Regions from separate parts of the Triticum aestivum genome. Here region 2 is linked to region 1. The links are chromatin contacts, called in public Hi-C maps. All regions are on one chromosome and are shown on one strand. Each heading gives the region's core, a stretch centred on a gene start, on an enhancer-like site or on the middle of the called end of the contact. The rest is flanking DNA. Distances are from core to core; before and after follow the strand shown.

What was found. A called contact is a pair of places that touch in the nucleus more often than the background predicts.
Region 2: a contact with region 1 is called in a Hi-C map of leaf, with 4 times the contacts expected there. The contact joins the promoter of LOC543247 here to the enhancer-like site in region 1. A contact is called at or near these places in 4 of 5 Hi-C or Micro-C datasets (leaf and an unstated tissue) and 1 of 1 datasets of contacts at active chromatin or transcription factors (leaf).

What each region holds. Positions count from the first base shown.
Region 1 is chr6A:514,611,469-514,616,288 of IWGSC CS RefSeq v2.1, forward strand. It overlaps the pseudogene LOC123128207. Among protein-coding and RNA genes, the nearest start is that of LOC123128206, 14 kb to the left of the region's middle. Within about 2 kb of position 2,078, at least 4 of the 8 cell types and tissues checked have an H3K27ac peak or open chromatin away from gene starts, as enhancers often do.
Region 2 is chr6A:515,085,014-515,090,285 of IWGSC CS RefSeq v2.1, forward strand. It overlaps LOC543247 (fimbrin-4), which reads left to right and starts at 3,665. Exons shown (of 15, transcript XM_044548148.1): 1 at 3,665-3,862; 2 at 3,967-4,094; 3 at 4,216-4,386; 4 at 4,515-4,786; 5 at 4,895-5,066. The coding sequence starts at 4,008.

The sequences.
Region 1 (4,820 bases), core at 828-3,327:
TTCCGTGCTTAATTATAGAGCGTTTTCACGACTCCGTCTGTGCACCGGCCGGCCGGCCGGCCGTAGTGGTACTACTCAACAGTAGAACTGGAGCGGGGAAAATTTTAAAAGGTGGTGGGCTCCGTTGGCTAGGTCGTCCGGCCTTGTCCTTCCGTGCTAATCATTTCGTAGGGAAAAAACAGACACATGGAGCCCCCCGTTTTCTCGAATGCACTGGTCTGGTCGGTCCCCGTACGTTGCCGTGCATGGTTGAACTATTGTGCCTTCGCCATTGACGATATGCGTTCAGAGTTTTCAGACTTCAGATACAGGGTAGTAGTACTGATCGTAGTGCCTTCTTGCTGCCCTGAAAGTGATGCATCCCGGGAATAATGCATGATTTGTCGTGGTGATAGCCAAGTCTTTGTGACTTTTGGTCCGATTATGCCCAACACGTCTTTGCAGGGCATAATTGATGGGAGGCAGCCTTGTTTGTCTGACATAACAGCATAAACCGTTAAGCACGTTGTTCATGTTTTTAGGAAGGCATTTCTAACATCAGAATTTAGAATTCAAAACGATCCGTTATTTGATGGGAGATTTCGATGTGAGATTTGAATGCACGGTGATTGATTGATTGACTGGTGCAGAGACGCTGGAGCCGGACGTGAAGATCATGAGCCTGTCCATCCAGTCCCCGGGGCGGCCGGACATCTTCCTGCCGCTGCCGGTGGAGCCCACCAGCGGCAAGGGGGTGTGGTTCACCCTCAAGGAGGGCTCCCCGTACAAGCTCAAGTTCACCTTCTCCGTCAGCAACAACATCGTCTCCGGCCTCCGCTACACCAACACCGTCTGGAAGACCGGCATCAAAGGTACTAGTAGTAAAAACGAATGAAACCGATTCACCAATTCTCTGCTTGCAGTTAACGAATCGTGATGGTTTTGCTGGTGCAGTTGACAGCACAAAGGAGATGCTGGGCACGTTCAGCCCGCAGCCGGAGCCGTACGCGTACGTGACGCCGGAGGAGACCACGCCGTCCGGGATGTTTGCCCGGGGATCCTACTCTGCCAAGACCAAGGTCGGTAATCAAACGATGATCGAGTTTAATTGTTCAGAGATGCACTGCAGGATTCAGAGGTCTGACGGTTCGACGTTTCTCTCTATCTTTGGCAGTTCCTGGACGACGACCGGAAGTGCTACCTGCAGATCAACTACACCTTCGACATACGCCGGGAGTGGCCGTCGTCAAGCTGAGCCTTCGTCCAGTCCGGTCCGCCGCCGTGTACAAGTGAGACGTGCCTGCCTGCCTGCCTTGGTTACTACTGCTGCCGTTGAAGCAGACTGGTCTTTGTTTCGTTTGCGTTTTACTACTACCTGTTTTTTCGTGGTTGCCCTTAGGGCTATTGTCTCCTGTGCGTCTGTGTAAATTTGGTTCGGTTGATTGTACGTCGTAGAGGCCATTCGTCTGTCCGCGTGTGTGTTTGAGCTTTGCCAGGGTCTGTTTTGAAGAACGAACTGTCATGTTGAGTTCATGTATAATGCACCAGAGCAACGCGGCTGCGCGCACTTCGTGTAATGCTCAAGAAAGAAAGAATATCTGCCACTCACATTCTGAAGGTTGGGATTCATCTTCTGACCTGCGACTTTTGTTTGTCATGTGTAAGTTGCCGATTGCCTAACTTCCACATGGACATGGTGGTGCGCAGCGCACACCGGAGACCGGCCGGATTGTGTGCCTGACGGAAGGGATTTCGGGCCGGCCGCCGGAAAGCCGAGAGCGACGAGGCAATGCCCGGGTCGTCGCCTGTGGGTGGCTGTAGCGCGACGATTCTCCGCAACTTGGTAAAATGGGTGCCCGGCTGTTCCTTGTTACTACTTCCATCGGCCACTACCACAGGAAACTCGAGATCGGCGTGGAGGTGCTCGCCCTCGCCATGCGATTCCCGGTGTGGGAAATCGGACGAACTTTGTGGCATGTTCGTTTTGGCACCTCTCCCTCCTCTGCTCGGCTAGTATAATGGTCTATAGCTGGCCAAACGGGCCGGGCCAATCAGGCCAGCGCACGATCACGCCGGCACGGCCTGCTCGTCGTGCCTGGCACGCAGCACAACTTGGGTCATGCCTGGGCCTAGAGACTGGGCCTGACACGCGGGCCGGCACGGCATGGCCCGTTTAGTATTTTTATTTTTTTCAGAAATTTACATATACATAATATGACCTAAATTACAGCACAATAAGCTTAAAATACAGTCCAATAGGCTGAAACATATGTGGCCTAGTGTGCTAAACGTGCCACGGGTCGGCCTGTTTAATAACCAGACCGTGCCTAGGCCGAGGAGTGGCACACGTGGGCCGGCCCGGCCCGGCTACTAAACGTGCCAGCTCTGTAATGGTGCTCTTGGTTATAGCGATCACACTGGCGCACATTGGACTGTTTTGCTAAAGCACGTCCTTCGCCTCCAGCTGAATCTCTGGATCGATAGCTCCATGAGGCGAGCACCCCTATTCCCCGCCTACAGCGAGTGTAACTCGTGACTCGCTTAAGGGGGCGAGCAATATACCCACGCGCAAGTGAGGCTGAAGCCTGTTTTTCTGTGTTTTTACAATTTCTGTTTCTGTTTTTGTTTTATTTTGTATTTTGTTTATACATTAAAATACTTTAAATATATATGTACAAAACTGCACTTTAAAAACACATAAAAAATATTTAAAAAATGTTGAATAAATATTAGAAATCTTAAAAAAGATTTTGAAAATGTTGAATAATTATTAAATAATTTTCAACGAGTACATGAAAAATGATGAACAAGTATTTGAAAATGTTGACTATTGATAATGTTGAAACATTATTTAAAAATGTTGAATACGTACTAAAAATGTTAAACAAGTATTTGAAAAATATTGAATAATTATTAAATAATTTTGAGCCAGTATTTGAAAATGTTGAACAATTATATGAAAAGTGTTCAATAAGTATTAAAAAATGTTGAAATAGTATTTGAAAAATCTTGAATAAGTATTAAAAATGTTAAACAAATATTTGAAAAATATTGAATAATTATTAAACAATTTTGAGAGAGTATATGAAAAATTGTGAACAAATATTTGAAAATGTTGAATAAGTATTTAAAATGTTGTACCATTATTTGAAAAATACTGAACATGTATTTGAAAAATATTGAACAAGTATTTGAAAAATGTTGGACAAGTATTTGATTTTTTTGAACATGAATTTTGAAAAAATATTGAATAAGTGTTCGGACAGTGTTGAACGTGTATACACAGAATGTTTATCACTTATTAGAAAATGTTTTGGACATATACAAAAAAGTAGAGGGAAAACGAAAACAAACATAAGAAAAAACAAAGAAATAGAGACAAAAAAACCCCAAAATAATGGAGAAGGAAAAAGAGAACCAAACAAAAATGAAGAAGAAAAAAGAAAAGCAAACCAAAAAACGAGGAAAGCCATGTCAAAAAAGAAAAACAAAAACCAAAAAAAAACCCGTGATGAAAACAGAAAAACGGTGGAAAACCGTATCGTCGCCCTAAAAAAGGTCACGCCTTCTGTTTTAACAGAAAGCTAATTGTACCTCAATATCTTCCTACATTGGCTACCTGCCAGGAGAATAGGGTTCAAATCCTCGAAACTCCCTTTTTGCTTCTTTTTTGGAATTTTCTTATTATCCTTTCATTTATTTACAAAATATTTTTCAAACTAAAAATACAATAGTCAATATTCCTTAGAAAATAGTTCATTTTACTACCCTGAAAAAAGTTGGTGGTTCACATAACCCCCTGATCTTTATTTCTGTTCCTTTCACCTCCTAAACAATCCTATACCGGGCAAAATCAATCCCTGGATGGTTTTGACTCATCTTGGCGCTGACGTGGCAACAGTCAAATGGTGGTTTTGACCTGTGGGTGGGCCTCCGTTAGGTGGACCACGTTTTGTCGTCGCCTACCTCACCGAGCATCGCCCCCTCGCACTCGAACCCTGCCCTGCCTCCGACCGACGCCGGTGACTACCGGAGTTCCAAGGCGCCACCCCGAGCGCCCCGCTTCTCCTTCCTCCCTTCTCTTTCCTCTCCCTCTCTCTTCCCTCGTATCTCTCTCTCAGGTACAGGTCACTCCGCCGCCACAAGCTCGTCGCCGTACCATCTTCACACCGTCGCCGGAGTCCGGATCCGGCCGGAACCAGATCAGATGGGGGCGCCACCCTCGGATCTGGTCGTCCCTCGCCTCCCCGCGCCGCCTGCATCGCTGTAGCACCGCCGGCTCCACGTCCATGGCCAGCCCTTGCTACCGCATCCACACCCCTGACCAACCGCCTCTGGTCAATGAGAGGCCATGACCTCCGCAACCGCCTTGACCGTTGCATCGGCCTCCTCTACGCACGGCTGCGCCTGAGCACGACCGCGCCGATGCGTCGCCGCTGAAGCCCTCCACGCCGGCGACCTCGGAGCAGGACCGCGCCAATGTGGCATCATTAGTTTAGGTCCCCTTCTGTTAATCCGAGACATTGACATGTGGGTCCCCTTCATCACTAGGTTTAGTCTGAGACATTGACATGTGGGCCCCCTTCTGTTAATGATGCAATTAGGGCTAAATTAGTCCCTTGTTAATCTCCGTGCAGCCGAGATGTTGGACCCATGTGTCATATTTGACCAGGCCCAACAGTCAGTGAGAGTGTCTAGCTGAGAGGGACCCACCCGCAGGCCAAATACCGCCTTTGACTGTGTCCACGTCAGCATCCGGTATGTGCAAAACCAGCCAGGGACGGTTTTTGCCTGGTTTGGGATTGTTTAGGGAGGTAAGGGAACCGAAAAAAGATCAGGGG
Region 2 (5,272 bases), core at 2,415-4,914, 480 kb after region 1:
ACAAGATGGAGAGAGACTTGAGACACGGCCGAGATAAACAAAACGATTAACGGCCCGCCAATATTGGCGTACTAGACTGGCGAGACAAATACGACACAGGATAACCACAAGATCAACACTGATCCAACGGTGAAAGATTTAGATATGAGATAACTATTTCACATTTAGATGTGAAATAAAGAACCCGTTCCCCTAAATCCCCCTAAAAAATTCCCCTAAATAAAAAGATTTAAAAGTGCACGCGAGAAAAGTCACGAGATCCTGGTTCAAAGCAAAAAAGTAGCGACCACGTTGAGGCTGCCTCCTCCATGTCGTCGGTCGCACGTGATCGGAGTAGCATACTACCATTGCGCAATTTTACAACCCCTTGGAGCCTTTGTCCTCGCATCCCATGGCATATAAGTCCCCGCTTAATAATAATCCAACGGATGTACTACTGGCGATTCATTCAGCCGTGCCCGGTCGGCGCAAGGGTCCGCGTGCTTCGTAGCACATCTTCCATTCGTCAGTTCGTCCCATACTCGTGGGCCGGCGTTTTGTTCAGTGCCGCCGTATGAACCATATGCCCGGTCAGGTCATATACAATGATGCTATTTTAGGAGTACCACATAAGATAAATGATGAGATGGAGAAGAGAGAACCCGTAAGAAAATGATTGTCCTCTCTTATTTAAAAGAAGACAAGATATGATCTCTTAGCATAATATGTCTCACCATGTTTATAGAAATAATTAGTTATTGAAGATAAGGCTAAGACATGACCCATTGTAGAGGTCTTTTTTGTCATATCTAAATTACATACAAGACTTAATATAAAACTATTTTATCAATTATTGTACATGCCCCATGCGACCCGCGCTGCAAACTTCGGTTCGACCAGCCGTTCCGGATAGACGCGTCCTTGTCCTCCGCAATAAATCCAGGCAAATATGAGGTTCTCCCGTGGCGGCGGAAAACACATCGGCGCCATACGCGTGCGCACCGGCCGATGGGCCACGCGTGTCCGCGGTGACGGGCGCGTGGGCGGTGGGAGGATGGGCGGGCGGGGCATGTGTCTGTACAGGTACGCGCTATTGGTGTGTTCCGGCGGCAATGGCACAAGGTAGCAACGCGCCAAGCCGAAGGCTGGTGACGTGTTTTGTATCTTCCTCTTATTTTGGAAGCGGCGGTGATGCTTTCGGCTCGCCGATAGCAACATGGCGAGAGGACGCGTCGTGGACCGAACTGGATTGTCGGCTGCTCTTGCACGGGGATAACATGCACACTGGCACACTGCTACTCACCGTAACAACCCACTAATAAGAGTACAGTTATCCTGATTTTACCCAAATATCCAGCAAAACAAATGCATACATGTCTAAATAGAATCACCGTAACCACCCACTAATAAGAGTACAGTTATCCCTCACTGCTACTCACCGTAACGCTGCAAATATCCAGCAAAACAATTGTTCATTCAAAATGATTGTAAAGAATACACTAACATTTTTTTTCAACAGACAACAAGGGGTAGGGGCTCAGATGCCCAAGTTGCCATTTCATATCAAAATTACTACAACACTGCATGGAGGACCTAAAAACAAACAATTTTTTTGCAAGATGATCATTCCTTTCGTAAATAGGTCCCTAAACCATCAACAGTACCACATATGAGTCCAGTCACATGTAGCAATCCCGTCGGAGACTTCATGGCCACCGTCTTCGACACAAGCCTTGGGCCTCACGTGGAGGTTGAAGATGGTACACCAGAAGCAAATACCTTGATGATCTGTAACTTATGTGGCCCAGGTCGATGCAACGAGATGAAGGAAACGTTGGGCCCACAATGCAGCTTGTAATCCCGGAGAACTCCAGCTCAACGAAGACAATAGTCGGATCCATCTCTTCCCGTTCGCCCGGCACCACGCAGGCGAAGAAGAAGAAGAAGAAGAAGAAGAAGAAGAAGAAAGGATGACCCCGAATCTCTCCCAAGCTTATTGAAAGTGCTTATGCCAAAACCACAGCCTCTTGTTGTCCTCCACCATGCAAGTGGATCAGAGGAGGAAGGCGAGCTCCATACGCCGTCGTTGGCAACAGAGCAAAGCACATCGACGACATGTCACCAAACCACGACATAACACCATGAGCACTACCCTAATGTAACAAGGAACACATGCACACCTCTCAGCAGCCATCGGTGTTGGACGCAGCGTTTGATCAGGCCAGGAATCTCTGGCTGAGTTCAAAAAAGGGAGGCGGCGCAAGAGGAGGAAGGGTGAGGGAAAAGAAAGCGAGCCACTCCCAAGAATACACTGACCATAATATGTGCAAGTGGACAAATAAATGAATACATGTCTAAATAGAATCTTTACTTAAACTTCTTTCACTTTGATTGTAGATACATGGAAAAATATTTGTAACATCATTATACTCTCTCTTCCCGAGTTTATTACGCCCTCTCACATTTTGAGTCAAAGTTTGACAATACATCTGTGATATAAAATATGAGATATATGTCAAAAAATTATATAATTGGAAATTTCATTTCGAATCCTTATAAGTTTTATGACACGTCTCTTATATTTTGCAAATCAATTCTACGGTCAAAGTTTAACCCAAAATATAAGAGGGCCTAATAAACCCGGACGGAGGTAGTAAACCCGCAATGAATGATATTTTTATGATTTTTCTTTTCTTTTATAATTTTGTATCAGCATATAAACACAAAGCAGTAAACTTTTTTTTTCTGGTAATAATACTAATCCGCTAAAAACAACAATGAAAACCACACAACCCCTTGTGACAATTTTTTTAAGAAAAACTTTTGTTCTATCCATAATCAATCATGGCAGTATAAAGAGCGACAACTGTAACAAAAATTACAACCATATACATGCAAATCTTAAGCCGCCTTAATGCAAGGATTTGGCCGTCACACGTGTTAGATAAACATGTCTCCGAAGACTATTTCCAGCTCTGAGCATGCGGCAACCAAGCACATCACCAATCTCTCCCCATCAAGAAAAAAAAAAATAAAAAAATCCATCTTTTTTTTGTCAAAATTTTGCTTTATTGTTTATTGATCTCCATTTTGCTTGCTTGCTTTTACCCTTTCCATCCAGTGCCTTAACCCCGAGGAAAACCCAAAATATAAGAGGGCCTAATAAACCCGGACGGAGGTAGTAAACCCGCAATGAATGATATTTTTATGATTTTTCTTTTCTTTTATAATTTTGTATCAGCATATAAACACAAAGCAGTAAACTTTTTTTTTCTGGTAATAATACTAATCCGCTAAAAACAACAATGAAAACCACACAACCCCTTGTGACAATTTTTTTAAGAAAAACTTTTGTTCTATCCATAATCAATCATGGCAGTATAAAGAGCGACAACTGTAACAAAAATTACAACCATATACATGCAAATCTTAAGCCGCCTTAATGCAAGGATTTGGCCGTCACACGTGTTAGATAAACATGTCTCCGAAGACTATTTCCAGCTCTGAGCATGCGGCAACCAAGCACATCACCAATCTCTCCCCATCAAGAAAAAATAAAATAAAAAAATCCATCTTTTTTTTGTCAAAATTTTGCTTTATTGTTTATTGATCTCCATTTTGCTTGCTTGCTTTTACCCTTTCCATCCAGTGCCTTAACCCCGAGGAAAACCTAAAGCGAAGACACACAATAAACTAACGAAACGAGCAGACCCCACCCTTACCTCCTCTCCTCGTCTCCGCCACTTCCCCCCTCCCGCCCCCACCAAATCTGGGAGTTCCCGGACGCCATTGCCCACCTTTCCCCCCAGCACAAGGAAAGCACGCCAGCGAGAGAAGGAGCAGCAGAGGCTGCACGGCGGAATTACCGTGAGCAACTCGGAAGGTATCTCGATCTTCGTCCCCGCCGCCCCTCCCCGCCCGCGCGCGGACGATCTGTTCCTTCTTTTCCCGGGGTTCTTTCCTCCCTGATCTGAAATCTCCCCGCAGCCGCGCCGGAGCCGGGTCGAATCGGGCCGTGGCGAGGGGAAATGTCCGGCTTCGTCGGGGTCGTCGTCTCCGACCCCTCCCTGCAGGGCCAGTTCACGCAGGTCGAGCTCCGATCGCTCAAGGCCAAGGTGACACCCCGAATCCACGGCTTCGTCTTCTCTCCTCTGCTCCAAAAACCAGAATTATTACTATAGTTCCCTCTGTCGCCTCTGCTCCAACTCGAGGTTTCTGTTTCGTTGTGGTTTGCAGTTCGTGTCTCTGAAGAGGGACTCCGGCCATGTCACCACCAAGAACCTCCCGGGGTTGATGAAGAAGCTGAGGGGACTTCACGAAGTGGTCCCCGAGGAGGAGATCGCCGCCTTCTTGTCGGAGTCGTACCCCGACAGCGACCAGGAGATTGAGTTCGAGTCCTTCCTCCGGGTACATCTTGGCGATCCTCTGAGTTCCTGACTAGTAGTATTACTAGTATTACTGTGGAGGGGAAGAGTGTGTTATCATTGTCTTACTGATTCGGTTCGGATGGGGAATCTGGTGTGGTGCTTTTGCAGGAGTACCTGAATCTGCAAGCAAGGGTGAGCGCCAAGGAAGGAAGCGCCGCTGTCAGCGGCGGTGGCGGGGCTGGCGGCCGCAAGAATTCGTCGTCGTTCCTCAAATCCACCATCACTACGCTGCTGCACAATCTCAACCAGGCGGAGAAGTCTTCTTATGTGGCACATATTAACACTTACCTTGGTGAAGATCCATTCTTGAAGAAGTACTTGCCAATCGACCCATCCGGCAACCAGCTATTCGATCTTATTAGGGATGGCGTCCTGCTCTGGTGAGAAGGCTTTCTAGCTAGCTACATGGCGCATGCCAATTTACTCTTTCAACAGAAACTGTCTGCTAGTTGTAGCTGATGTTAATTCCTTGCTGGATCTTTTGTCAGTAAGTTGATCAATGTAGCTGTACCTGGGACCATTGATGAGAGAGCAATAAATAAGAAAAGAGTTCTTAACCCATGGGAGAGGAATGAAAACCACACACTGTGCCTCAACTCTGCAAAGGCCATTGGATGTACTGTTGTTAACATTGGCACCCAGGATTTAGTGGAAGGAAGGGTATGCCTTGTGTTCCCTACTTGTTATCCTTTCTTGTAGCTCATGATGCAATGTCACTGATATGAAAATGTTGCCGCGCTCTAAATTATCCTTCTTCTTTTGCAATGAGATAAATCATTTGTCTCCCTTTAATTCTTTCATGTCCTGTATAGCGATATATAGTTTTTCTTTGATGAATTTGTTGGTAAATTTAGGTGTAAATACTG